Regions from separate parts of the Mus musculus genome. Here region 2 is linked to region 1. A link is a contact called in public promoter capture Hi-C data. All regions are on one chromosome and are shown on one strand. The core of a region is the stretch at or near the end of the contact, and the rest is flanking DNA. Distances in the headings are between cores, read along the strand shown.

What was found. Promoter capture Hi-C pulls out the DNA fragments that hold promoters and counts their contacts.
Region 2: a contact with region 1 is called in a promoter capture Hi-C map of HPC-7-derived erythroid cells, with 2.8 times the contacts expected there. The contact joins the promoter of Acp6 here to the promoter of Hjv in region 1.

What each region holds. Positions count from the first base shown.
Region 1 is chr3:96,521,049-96,527,736 of GRCm38.p6, forward strand. It overlaps Hjv (hemojuvelin BMP co-receptor), which reads left to right and starts at 4,137. Exons shown (of 4, transcript NM_027126.4): 1 at 4,137-4,282; 2 at 5,381-5,554; 3 at 5,987-6,534. The coding sequence starts at 5,467.
Region 2 is chr3:97,155,723-97,161,904 of GRCm38.p6, forward strand. Acp6 (acid phosphatase 6, lysophosphatidic) reads left to right here and starts at 3,055. Exons shown (of 10, transcript NM_019800.4): 1 at 3,055-3,643. The coding sequence starts at 3,446. It overlaps n-TEctc12 (a tRNA gene), which reads left to right and starts at 2,363; the gene lies at 2,363-2,434.

The sequences.
Region 1 (6,688 bases), core at 2,887-5,386:
AACTTCCCATGTCCCACCTCGCCCAGTGGCACAAGCCATGGTCTGGACACGGGATGCCATTTTTAACCCACATACCTGAACCTCTCTAGCCTTCCAAGTGTTGGGACTAAACACTCCATGCAGTGTGACATCTTCATTTATTTACTGAGTGATTCTAGAATTTTTCCATCAGTTTAAGATATGGTTTTCATAAGAAAATCAGAATAAAGCTAGGAATAGTGGCTCACACCTGGAACGCAAGTGTGTGGGAGGTGGAGGCAGAGGGATCATCCTAAACTACGTTTTAGGTTGGAAGCTAACCTTTGAAACTTTGTTTTCAAAAATACAGAAAACAAAACAACAAAAAAAAAAGCTGGTGAGGTGGCTGGGTGGGCATAGGTGCTTGCCACCAAGCCCAACAGCATTGGTTGGATTCCCCGGACCCACATAGTAGAAGGGCCTGAAAGTTGTCCTGTGACTTTCACATCTGCACTGTGACACACACTCACTCCCTCCACCCACAAATACATAAATAAAAGTAGTGAAAATTTGAGAACAAAAAAAAATAATTAACTATTTTTTCCCATTTACCAGCACTTCTCAAAATGGACGATACAACAGCTTTCTCCAATACTAGCCGATCACCTTTTACTTTATTATTTAATCTTTTTTTATAGTCCAGTCATTATCCTCCTCCCAGTCTGCCTTCCAACAGTTCCTCACCCCAGTACTCCTCCCCATGCTTTTTACTTTTAAGTATAATTGTGAATTGAGGCTTAAAATACTTGGTGTGTGTCAACCCAATATACTCAGTTTCTATTTTGATAACTAATTTGTCCTGTCTTTGGAGAGCGACAACTATCTTTTTGTTTGCTTGCTTGATTTGAGACAGGACCTCACTATGTAGCCTTGGCTAGTCTGGAACTCCTTATGTAGGCTAGGTTGGCCTGAAATTCATAGAGATGCATCGACCTCTGCCTCCTAAGTGCTGAGAATAAAGGCATGTGCCACCACGCCCAGCTTGATACAGTATTTTAAAGCTTCCTTGTTTAGCTTGGATAATTCCTGGCTCCAAATGGGAATAGGTTATTTCTCCAAAGAATTCTGATTTCTTGTAGTGGGACATCATATTTCTGTTCCACAACTTGGACATTAGAAGTGTTCACTACCAATGATCACTGCTTTGAGGTATTTTCATAATAAATTAGGAATAGTTAAAGACAAAATGTCATGAACACACAGTTATCTTTGTATTTAAATTTTTTTTTTTTTAAATGTGTATGGGTGTTTTGCCTGCATGTACGTCTCTGCGCATCTTCATGCAATGCCTGAGGAGACCAGAAGGAGGCTCCAGGTCCCCTGGAGCAGTTTAGATTTGAATTACGGGAGTTTTTACTTATCAACATGAATCAGTATTTCTATCCCACATCAAATATCATGGCTCTCTAAAGTCCAAGAATTGGCCACCTGTAATTATAGCACCCAGGAAGTTGAGACAGGAGGATCGCAAGTTTCAGGCCAGCCTAGGCTATATGGTGAAACTCTGTTTCAAACAAAACCAAACCAAAACCCCACCATTATTACTTAAAAATAAGGTTTTATTTTTGAATGTGTGTCTGTGTGTGGGTTGAGTAGTTCCCAAGGGGACCAGAAGAGAGCATTGACTCTCCTGGAGCCCCTGACGTGGATTCGGGGAACCAAACTCAGGTCCCTTGTAAAACCAGCAGGTGCTCTCAACTGTGGCTCCATCTCTCCAGCCTTCCTTAATTTCTTTTTAAGCCCACAGCAAACTCAAAATAGTTCCAGAATAATACCAACGCCACTGTCAATGATAGTGAGGACTGTAAAATACTTTGGTACTAGTTGGGCACAGTGGCCCCTGCCTATAACCCAGCACCTTCAGGGTAATTATCTAAATCATCTGGCCAACATAAAAGGTTCTAAGCCAGCTGGGACCACACATATAACAACACTCTGTTTCAAAACAACTGATTCCTTAAAAATATTTTTATTTTTTAAATTTTATGTGCATATGTGTATGCCTGAGTGTATGTGTGTATGTGCACCACATGTATGTGTATGTGGCCTGAATGTATGTATGTCTGTGCACTAACTGTGTGCAGAAGCCATTAGAGGTCAACTGAGGGTATTGGAGCTCCTAAACTGGAATTACAGTTAGTAATGAGCTATCATGTGGGTGATAGAAGTGGAACCTGAATTCCCTGTAGGAGCAGCAAGTGCTTCAACCACTAAACCATCCTTCCAGCCTCAAGAAACTGTTTTTTTTTTGCACGTATTTTGGGTTTCAGAGTATATGCCACTTTGCATTTTATAGACAACCTAGTATGTCTTAAAGTCACTTGATTAATTTAGTTGGGGGATGTCTTAGTCAGGGTGTGTATTCCTACACAAAACATCATGACCAAGAAGCAAATTGGGGAGGAAAGGGTTTATTCAGCTTACACTTCCACATTGCTGTTCATCACCAAAGGAAGTCAGGACTGGAACTCAAGCAGGTCAGGAAGCAGGAGCTGATGCAGAGGCCATGGAGGGATGTTACTTACTGGCTTGCTTCCCCTGGCTTGCCCAGCTTGCTCTCTTATAGAACTAAGACTACCAGCCCAGAGATGGTCCCACCCACAATGGGCAGGGCTCGCCCCACTTGATCACTAATTGAGAAAATGCTTACAGCTGGATCTCATGGAGGCACTTCCTCAAGGGAGGCTCCTTTCTCTGTGATAACTCCAGCCTGTGTCAAGTTGACACACCCAACCATCCAGTGCAGGGAAATTTTATGGAATAAAAGTTCTTGGGATGTGGGCTGGTGAAATGGCTCAGCAGGTAGGTAGAGGAACTAGCTACCAAACCTCACATTTGGCCCCTAACGCCCACATGGTGGGAGGAAAGAATTGACTCCTATAACGTTTCTGACATCCACATAGGTACACACAGACACACAGAGACAGACATGTTCTAAATAACTTAATGTAAAAGATTATTGTGATATGGTCTTGTATAGTTGAGAAAAAGCTAAATTCATTATAAAAAATACATGTGCTCCCACACTTCTCTTGTAAAGTGTGTGTGTGTGTGTGTGTGTGTGTGTGTATGCGTGCCTGAGAAGGGACCATGTACCATGTGGACCTGTAGAACTTCATGTAGAGCTGACAGGGCCAGAAGCTTTTGTGACACACTTTGTAATCAGTCCTGTGCTGCTTTCCCTTGGCAAGTACTGTGGGACAGTGTCCCAGAAATGCCACCAGGTGAAAAGACGGACATAGCTAAAACCCTGATTATAATTGAATCTTCAAACAGTTTGTCTATAAAAGTATATTCCCAAATGTCTTCCTTCTGAATTCACCTATCTAACGCCACTCCTCTGTGGATCAGTAGTGTTCAAAACTGACTCCGATTCTTCTCTCTGCCTCTGTTACTACCCCGGCCCCGGCCCCTGCAACCTGGAAGCTTCTGTTTTTTGTGTTTGTATTGATGAGGAGGAGGGAGGAGGGATTGTTGCACAAACTAGTGTAATGGAAAAGGTGGAGAGAGAGTAGACAGCTGCAGAGATCTGATCTGGGCAGACGGAATAAACCCTTCTCGAAACAATTCTGCTCTCGGATTTCTCGGGACAGCTGGACCTTTCAGCTTCTGAAATAGTTGGCAGAGATGGGGGAGGGTCTCTGAACTATGCTTGCCGTCCATCTTCAAAGCCGGCCACCTCAGTGTATTATGTGTAGAAGAAATTCAATGGAATCCTCAGTAAAGAGAGGATGAGAGCAGTGAGTGACTGGCATCACACAAAATCACCACCAGCAGTCTTAAAGGCATTACTGGGAATACTGAGTTCATTACTGGGAATGCTGGAGGGCCTGAGTGGCAGCTTATAAGCTACAGTTGGATATATGACTTGGCCATCATCTTTCTTTATACTCTCCCTCCCTTGGTATCCAATATTTCCATATTCCATCCTTATTTTGCTCATCGTTCCTGCTGCCTTAGCTCCCACACCCCACTGCCACCAACGTTCCTGGAATTTTGGACCTAGCTATTTTTAAAACTGTCAACTCAGTAGGCACCTCCCTCCTCCTCTCAGCTGTCCAGTACTTGGGCCAACCATATACTCTCCCTCCCCCCTCCCCCCACACCAAACCTCCTCTGGCTCTCTGACCTGAGTGAGACTGCAGCCATTCCGGGGCAATCATGGAGAAAGAGATGGGGGACCCCCTGGCTGGAGCAGACCAACAGAATAGGCAACTATGGCTCGAGAACCCAGTATCAGAGTAATGCTTGACCTCGGGAAACAGTAAGTCCAGATGAAATGTCGATCACTTTGATAAGCTTTTGGGTCAAGGCCAGAACTTCATAAAGTTACAGACATCTGTTCTGAAAACTAAGATCTCCCCTTAGCAACTACCCCAGTCTTCACTTTTCCTCTTGCCTAGATGTTTTCTAATCCATGGCCATTTGATGTTTAATGCTGCCTCTCTCTGGCTTTCCTATTTTCCTCTCCATCTTATTACACCAAGACCTTGGGAGAGGGGGAGGGGGCAGTGCTAAGGACTGGGCCCAGGGCCTTGAGCATGGTAAACACTCAGCTACCATCGAGTTACACTCCCATCCCTACCTCAAGACCTCTCTGACCTCCTGCTCATATGCTTATCCCAAAGTAGGGTTTTGACAGGAGAAAAGGAGACAGACCCTCCCCCATATCTGTTCTCCTCAAAAGACCAGGAGTGTCTGGATTGGGCTTTTCAGCTGGGTCTGGAAAAACACATGAACTGTTAGACAGAAACATATATTAATTTGAATGCTTGATTTGTACCCCATCCTGTGAGAGGGATCGTACTGTCAGCCCTCTGGAGAGGCTGAGAGACCGGCTCTCCTTTCACTGGGAAGGTGATATCGTAGACAGGGCGTCTGCCTACCATGTTACCCTTTGTGCCCTTCTAACACAGTGAAGAAAATGAAACGGCAGGTGGTTTCTGGTGGGAAGGATCCATAAGAAGTATGTTCTTAAAGCGTGATCAGATCCTGGTGCTACTGGGGACCCACTGACATGGTCAGAACCTCACTTTCTCTAGGGGTCCTCCATTTTTGGCACATCTGCTATTTGGTAGTCAGGATGGGGCAGTACACTGGACTCTGCACACTGAGGTCACTCAACCTTCCCTCCACCACCACCCCGCCCCCGTAGGCATATTGCACAAGGGACCTGAAGGTGGCCGCAGGGGCAGGGCACAGAGGCTCACCAGCCACGCTCACCCTCTGGAAGCCTCCTTCTTCCCAAGATCCAGTCTGTCTCATTTTTGTTTTGGTCTCTTCAGATGCTCTCTCTACCCACCATCTTGACTGGTCTCCAACCCTTCTCTTTCCCCACACTCAGCCAAATTTCTTCTTCCAGTCACAGAAGTACCCAGAGAAATTCACTAGGTAGGAGGCTCATCATCTGGGAAGAACCGGTGCCTGGGGGGACCTGGCTGGATAGGTATGGGCCAGTCCCCTAGTCCCCGGTCCCCCCACGGCAGCCCTCCAACTCTAAGCACCCTCACTCTCCTGCTGCTCCTCTGTGGACAGGGTAAGGAAGGGCCAGGGAAGGGTTGGACATATCCAGAGGTTAGGATGCTGGGTAGGAATGAGCGCGCGGGGGTGGGGGTGGGTGGGGGTGTGGGGGTGTGGGGGGTGGGGGGAGAGTGAGGAGGGATGTGTGCTGAGTCCCAGCACCTCCCAACTCTGAAAGAGGCCTGTCTTGTTTCCCATTTAACTTGAAGAAGGACACAGATGGCGTCCTTAGACCCCAGGGAAAAGAAGTCTGACTGCTTTACACGTTTTTAGTAGAGGAAAGGAGGGAAGGAGGCAAGGATTGGGAGAATGAAGGTTGAGATTGGGAAAGCGGCCACGCTGAGTGGTAGGAACGGTGGGATGGCGGATGGTTTTTGGCAGTTAGGTGCATACTGGACTTGGATAGAACCTGTGTCTCATTTCACTGCCCTCTCCCTTCCGTCCCCAGCTCACTCCCAGTGCAAGATCCTCCGCTGCAATGCCGAGTATGTCTCGTCCACTCTGAGTCTTCGGGGAGGTGGCTCACCGGACACGCCGCGTGGAGGCGGCCGTGGTGGGCTGGCCTCAGGTGGCTTGTGTCGCGCCCTGCGCTCCTACGCTCTCTGCACGCGGCGCACGGCCCGCACCTGCCGCGGGGACCTTGCTTTCCACTCTGCGGTGCATGGCATAGAGGACCTGATGATCCAGCACAACTGCTCACGCCAGGGTCCCACGGCCCCGCCCCCGGCCCGGGGCCCCGCCCTGCCCGGGGCCGGGCCAGCGCCCCTGACCCCAGATCCCTGTGACTATGAGGCCCGGTTTTCCAGGCTGCACGGTCGAGCCCCGGGCTTCTTGCATTGCGCATCCTTTGGAGATCCCCATGTGCGCAGTTTCCACAACCAATTTCACACATGCCGTGTCCAAGGAGCTTGGCCCTTGCTAGATAACGACTTCCTCTTTGTCCAGGCCACCAGCTCCCCGGTTTCGTCGGGAGCCAACGCTACCACCATCCGGAAGGTCAGAGATTCGATTTTCATCCCAACACAATTTCTTGAGCCCTCTCACGGTCTGTCCGCCATACCACTCCTTCTTCTTCCCACTATTCAGCCACCCAGCTCCCTGTTCTTGTCTTTCCCAAACATTCCCTTCCATCCTGAATGGCTTCCTTCCA
Region 2 (6,182 bases), core at 1,805-4,304, 630 kb after region 1:
TGTATGTGTTAATCTCATGGCTAACACTGAGTTTCAAATAATATTAAGTGAAACTCTCATGAAAATTTACTGGAGGGAAATTTACTTGTTTCTCAAACTAGCCCTATTTTATAGTAAAACCATGGTCAAAATAAGCTTGTCTCAGAGTCCCCTCCTTGCCTGTCCCCAGAGCATGATTTCAAGACTTCTTCTTCTTCTTCTTCTTCTTCTTCTTCTTCTTCTTCTTCTTCTTCTTCTTCTTCTTCTTCTTCTTCTTCTTCTTCTTTTCTTCTTCTTCTTCTTCTTCTTCTTCTTCTTCTTCTCCTTCTCCTTCTCCTTCTCCTTCTCCTTCTCCTTCTCCTTCTCCTTCTTCTTCTTCTCCTTCTTCTTCTTCTTCTTCTTCTCCTCCTCCTCCTCCTCCTCCTCCTCCTCCTCCTCCTTCTTCTTCTTCTTCTTCTTCTTTTTTTTTTTTTTCAAGACAGGGTTTCTCTGTGTAGCCCTGGCTGTCCTGGAACTCACTCTGTAGACCAGACTGGCCTGGAACTCAGAAATCCGCCTGCCTCTGCCTATCAAATGCTGGGATTAAAGGTGTGCGCCACCACTTCGGGATGATTTCAAGACTTCTTTTTTTTTTTTTTTTTCTCTTTTTTTCTTTTTTTTTTTCGAGACAGGGTTTCTCTGTATAGCCCTGGCTGTCCTGGAGCTCACTTTGTAGACCAGGCTGGCCTCGAACTCAGAAATCCGCCTGCCTCTGCCTCCCGAGTGCTGGGATTAAAGACTTCTTACTTTTTTTTTTCTCTTTCAGCTTACTACCACTACTGTACATATTGTCAGGACTCCCGGGTGCTAACAGGTAGTGCTTTCCTTTGCCAGCCTCACCAGCTGTGGCTCCCCCTCCCCCACTCCCTGATGGCACTGCTATTGCTCTCTTGGGTCAAAGGTACTCATGATGCTCACCCGGTGATTGCCAACGATGCCAGAGGAGCAGGGTGTGCACCAGCCTTGCTTTGTCCACCACAGCAGGAAGTAGGGCAGCCAGATACCAACCTTCCATTGCCTTGAAGGCTCTCCAGCGTGCTAAGAAAGCCAAAGAGGCTGAAGCTGCTCCAATACTAGGATCTGTTTATACTGAAACTGTACTATGCTTTCCCTCACCTGTCTGAGGGCCACCCTCCCCAGCTGGAGGAGTTCCAAGGCACTACTCAGGTTCCAATGTCGTATTTCCCAGGGCCCCTGAAGGTCTCGGTTTGTCTTGTGTTTTATTTTGGATCTTAAGTGTTTACCCAAAAACTCATGTACTGAAGGTTCAGTCTCAAATGCAGCAGTGTCCACAGTGGGTCTCTTGTGGGGAGGCAGTGACTCTATCACAAAGTTTCTCTCTCACCTACGACCTTGACTGGCTCTTAAAGAGGTAAGACCTAGTTGAAGGAGTGGGTCTGAGCTAGGATAGGGCAAGGAAAACTATTGGGACACAAGAAGACAAGGGGGTCCCCACTCTCACTAGTCATCAAGCAAGGATTCCTTTACTGAAGGCCATTCTCCCCTTGTGGCTGTAAATCCACAATCTGAGACTCTCACTAGAAACCGCAGGGGCTCCTGGTTTTACCTTAGCAGACTCTAATCTAGATGAGGTTCCCTGAAGTTGTCCTCTAGTTGCACCAGAAACCAGAAGGGGTCAGGGTGAAGTGTAGCAACCCTTCCAGATGTGAAGGAGGTGGGGTGGGGTGTGCTTCTCTCTCTCTCTCTCTCTCTCTCTCTTTTTCCCCAGACATGGCTTCTCTGTGTAGCCTTGGATATCCTGGAACTCAACTGTAGAGCAGGTTAGCCTTGAACTCACAAAGATATGCCTGCCTCTGCTTCCTGAATGCTGAAATTAAAGGCCTGCACCACCACGCAGGGCCAAGATGTATCTTGAGAGTCACTAAAAGAATGTATCTGGTAACTGCTAAGACATTTTGCTGTGAATCTCTTATGGGAAGCCCAGACCCATCCACAGGTGTCTTGTTCTCTCACTAAGCATCTCTCTGTCATAGCTCTTTTGCCTAAAATCGGTTACAAATGGCTTCTAATAAACTGAGACTATTCTGTGAGAAGCCCATAGCCATGTAAGGTGTGTTATGTTCTTTTTTTTTTTTCTTTTTTTTTTTTTTTTCCTGTTGCTTTTCTTTCCATTCCAAACAGACTTCAAGTCTATTTTTTACTGGTTTGCTTTGAAATTCATTTCGAAGTTGAAGCCCACGATACTGTTCCGCAGTTAAAAGATTAGGAGAATGCCTTCAGATGTTGACAACACTACCGCCATTCCTCCAGGCCTCTCCTGACACTCTTTGGTGGCTCCAATCCAGGTCTACTATCTTCCCTCTCAAGCCTCTGTCTCCTAACTTCCCTGGTGGTCTAGTGGTTAGGATTCGGCGCTCTCACCGCCGCGGCCCGGGTTCGATTCCCGGTCAGGGAAATACTGTTTTTTCTCTCACAATTTTCTAAAAAAAGTACTTAATAATCACTCGAGAAAAAACAAAAAACAAAAACAAAACAAAAAAACCGCTGGCTCTAATGCTTTGCGCATGCCCCGAGAGTGCTCTACCGCTGAACTACATCCCTAGCTCAATTTTCTTAAACAAAATGGGGAAAGGGAATTTCACAAATAGGAAGCACTCAGCTGATAGATGTTTCAGGTCTTGACTTTAGTAATCTTGCTTTGGGGACTTCAGGGAATTCTTCCACATTCAAACTACTCCCCTTGCCCACCAATCCTAACACTGCCTCCCCTTACCCTCATTTCCTCCCTACTCACCCCAGGCAAAGCCTCAAGGGAAAAAAAAAAAAAAACAGACGAAATCCCTTAATTACCCGGGGCTTCTTGGCAGCCTTAAATTGAAGACTGGCGGGACTGGGAGTGGAACGTGGGAGGCGTGGGGGGGGGGGGCGGGACCTTAAGCATGGCGGGGGGCCGACGGAACTGCCCTCCCTGGGGACCTCGGCCGCGCATAGCATTGTGGAAGTTGTAGTTTTTACGGGTCTGAGTTTCCAGATCGGACGAAGTCTCAGGACTCACTTTCCCGTGCTCCTGTGCGCAGACTTAATTGGAGCAGGTCCGTGGGAGGTCAGGAGATTGCGTGGGGAGCTTGGTTATAAAATGTGGACCCGAATCCCGGGTGTCCGAGGAACTTCTGCTTTTGCGGCCTCCCCTTCACACGGTTTGAAGTGCAAGTTTCAGGTCCAAGTAACTGCCCTGACTGAGCCTGCATGCAGTAGGGGCGGCCGGCAGACGCTAGGCTTAAACTACTAGACAATCTTTCTGCTCCCACCCCTTTCTCTCCACCTCCGGCCTGACTGTCGCTGGGTCGCCCCGCTAGAGTCGCTTGTTCTGAGAGCTTGGATGCACTTGCCCTCCAGTTCCCGCGAACTTCTGAGTAGCTGCTGAGCCGCGTTGCCTGCGGAGCCCTCAGCTTCCACAGCCTCCATCATGCGCGTGTGGGTCCCCGTGGGTGTCCTGACCTCGCTGGCTTACTGCTTCCACCAGCGGCGGGTGGCCCTGGCCGAGCAGCGGGCTCCTAATGGCCAGCGTCCGGTGGACCGCAACCTACTGGAGCTGAAAATGGTGCAGGTGGTGTTTCGACACGGGGCACGGAGTCCGCTCAAGCCTCTCCCGCTGGAGGAGCAGGTGAGAGGCGGCCCACAGAGGGGTTCTTGGGGACACACTTTAGCGTCCCCCGTCGGGGCTCGGGCTGGGTCCAGACCAGAGGGAAACAACAGTAGACTGGCCCTCAGGCTGTGGCCTGGAGTCATCATCCCATGCTCATCCCAAACCACCGGTGTGGTGTGTAAGCCTTCCTGGCTAGGGCAGCCCCTGCCCCCCAAACTTTCAGTTGCTTGGTGTAGTGAAACTTTTCAAAGATGCATAAGAATGTCCCAGGCGGGGGTTCTTATTTAAATGCAGATTCTGATTCTGCGGATGTGGAGTTGGGTCACGTTTCGTAGTTCTGTGGTTGAACTTGAGTTCAAGGACCTTGTAAGTGCCTGGTTGTTAATAACAGAGATCATTGTACCAGGAGATACCTTTAGTGCTTCCGCAGTACAGAGCAAGCTGGCACCTTTGGAACCAGATCTTAATACAGATTTTTCTTGTGGGCTTGCCAGAGACCATTTGAGATCTTGTGAAGTCTTATTGCGGACAAGGACTGTATCTTGGGGTTCTTTAAGGTCAGGTTTAGAAATCTGGAAAGGATTTGTGGTAAGAAGGAGGGAAAGTTAATTAACTAATTTTGTGGCTATAAGTCAGGATAATTATGATTAAAGCACAAATAATTAGCTTTTTGTTTAAAAAATAACCCCTAACAGTATACAAGAAAAGGGCACCAGAAGTCCCTAACACCCCGGGTTGAATTTACCCATGGAGTCTGTATTTGTTCAGTTGCAAATACTCTTAATGGTCATTTCTGTTTTCCTGAAGGGCTGTGAGTTATAGTTTCAACCCAAGATCTGGTCTTTAAAGAGGGTTACACATGAAAAAGCCAAGCAACCAGGGCAGCTCTCACATAAATAAATATCTTTTAGCAGGTGTTTGTTTACCAGGTCTCCAGTTAGCCTGTTCCTATGGCTGTACTACTTTCTGTCTGGCACTGCAACCCACTCTACGCCTTTAACATTAGATCTCTCAGGTTGTCTTATCATTTTGTCTACACATGCCCACCTCTTTGCACCCCTCCTCTCTCTCTATTCTTATTAAAGAGTGTTAGAGAGATATATTTATGTTTTAGACAAAGTTAGCAGTAATAGCAGAGAATAAAAGTTTGTCTGGATCTAGACCCAGTGTATATAGACAGTGCAAATACCTATCAATACCAGCCTGTACTGGTGGATTCCAGTATAGAACTGGTGGATTCCAGTATAGAACTGGTGGATTCCAGTATAGAACTGGTGGATTCCAGTATAGGACTGGCTTCACTGACAAATTATCCCCATTCTTTGTTGAGGGGACTGGGAAGAAAACCAACCCCACTCAGTTCATTACTGGGAAGATATTCATTACATTACTCCTGCCTCTTTGAATTGGAAAAAAAAAAAAAAAAAAAAGGTTTAAATCCTTCCAGGGAGTGTGTGTGTACGTGTGTGAACCAGTTGGTGTGTGATGGGAATCTTACACCTTTATGGTGGAAGCTCCCAATAATCCCAGCTTCGTTAGCTTTTCTTCCTGTAGCTCCAAACTGTGGAGAATGTAGTTCCATGGCCTTGCTTTGTAGAATGAGCAGGACCGTTGCTTTAACGTCCCACTCATACACGGCAGACTGTAGGCTGCTACTTTAAATTTAAAAAAGACTTAGGGGTGTGTGGGTGTGTAGGCCAGAGAAGCTGGAAGAGGCCGTTGGCTCTCCTGGGACTGGAGTTACAGGTGGTTCTGCTCCTCGTGGCGGTGCTTTGGCTGCTGTCCCCAGAGCAAGCACGCTTAGCTGCGAGTTCTCTCGCCAGCCCTAGGCAGAAAGCACGTCTGGTTTTCTTGGATAAAGTTCTGTGAATAAAAGCCTGGGATGGAGCCAGCTCTGGTTGTGAGGAAATGCCATCAGCCTCCTGTGACTGACTCTAATATAATAGGATATATGAATATATGTTATATATCATGTGTGTGTGTATATATATATGTATATATATATATATGTATGTATGTATATATATGTATATATATGTATGTATATATATGTATATATGTGTGTGTATATATATGTATATATATGTGTATATATATATGTATATATATATGTGTGTGTGTGTGTGTGTGTGTATGTATATATATATATCTGAACCTGTTTCTGGATATTGTCTCTCAAGGTTTCTTTTCAAAATCCATGGTTATTGAGTTTTCTAGCCTTCCTTATTCTGCTCTTGTCAGAACAGACTACACAGCGACAATGATAAGACTAAAGTTACCTTTGCTACGATTTCTGATTTCTGACTGGTTTATAGACAGGCGTGCTGTCATCAGGTCAGTCTTCTCACGGGTCCTTACAAAGAGGCATTGTTCGAAACAATACAAGTTTGGCTGAATTGTTTTCTTATCGGTTTGGGTAACAGTTGATCTGTGCTTTGGAAATAAAATCATGGAACTTAGTTGAACATGTTTCTGGCCTTCAGAGTAGCTCCCAATTCACTTTCAAGCAAACTTTTGAACTCGACTTTAAACTTTCCCCCAGGCTTCTTCCAGACAG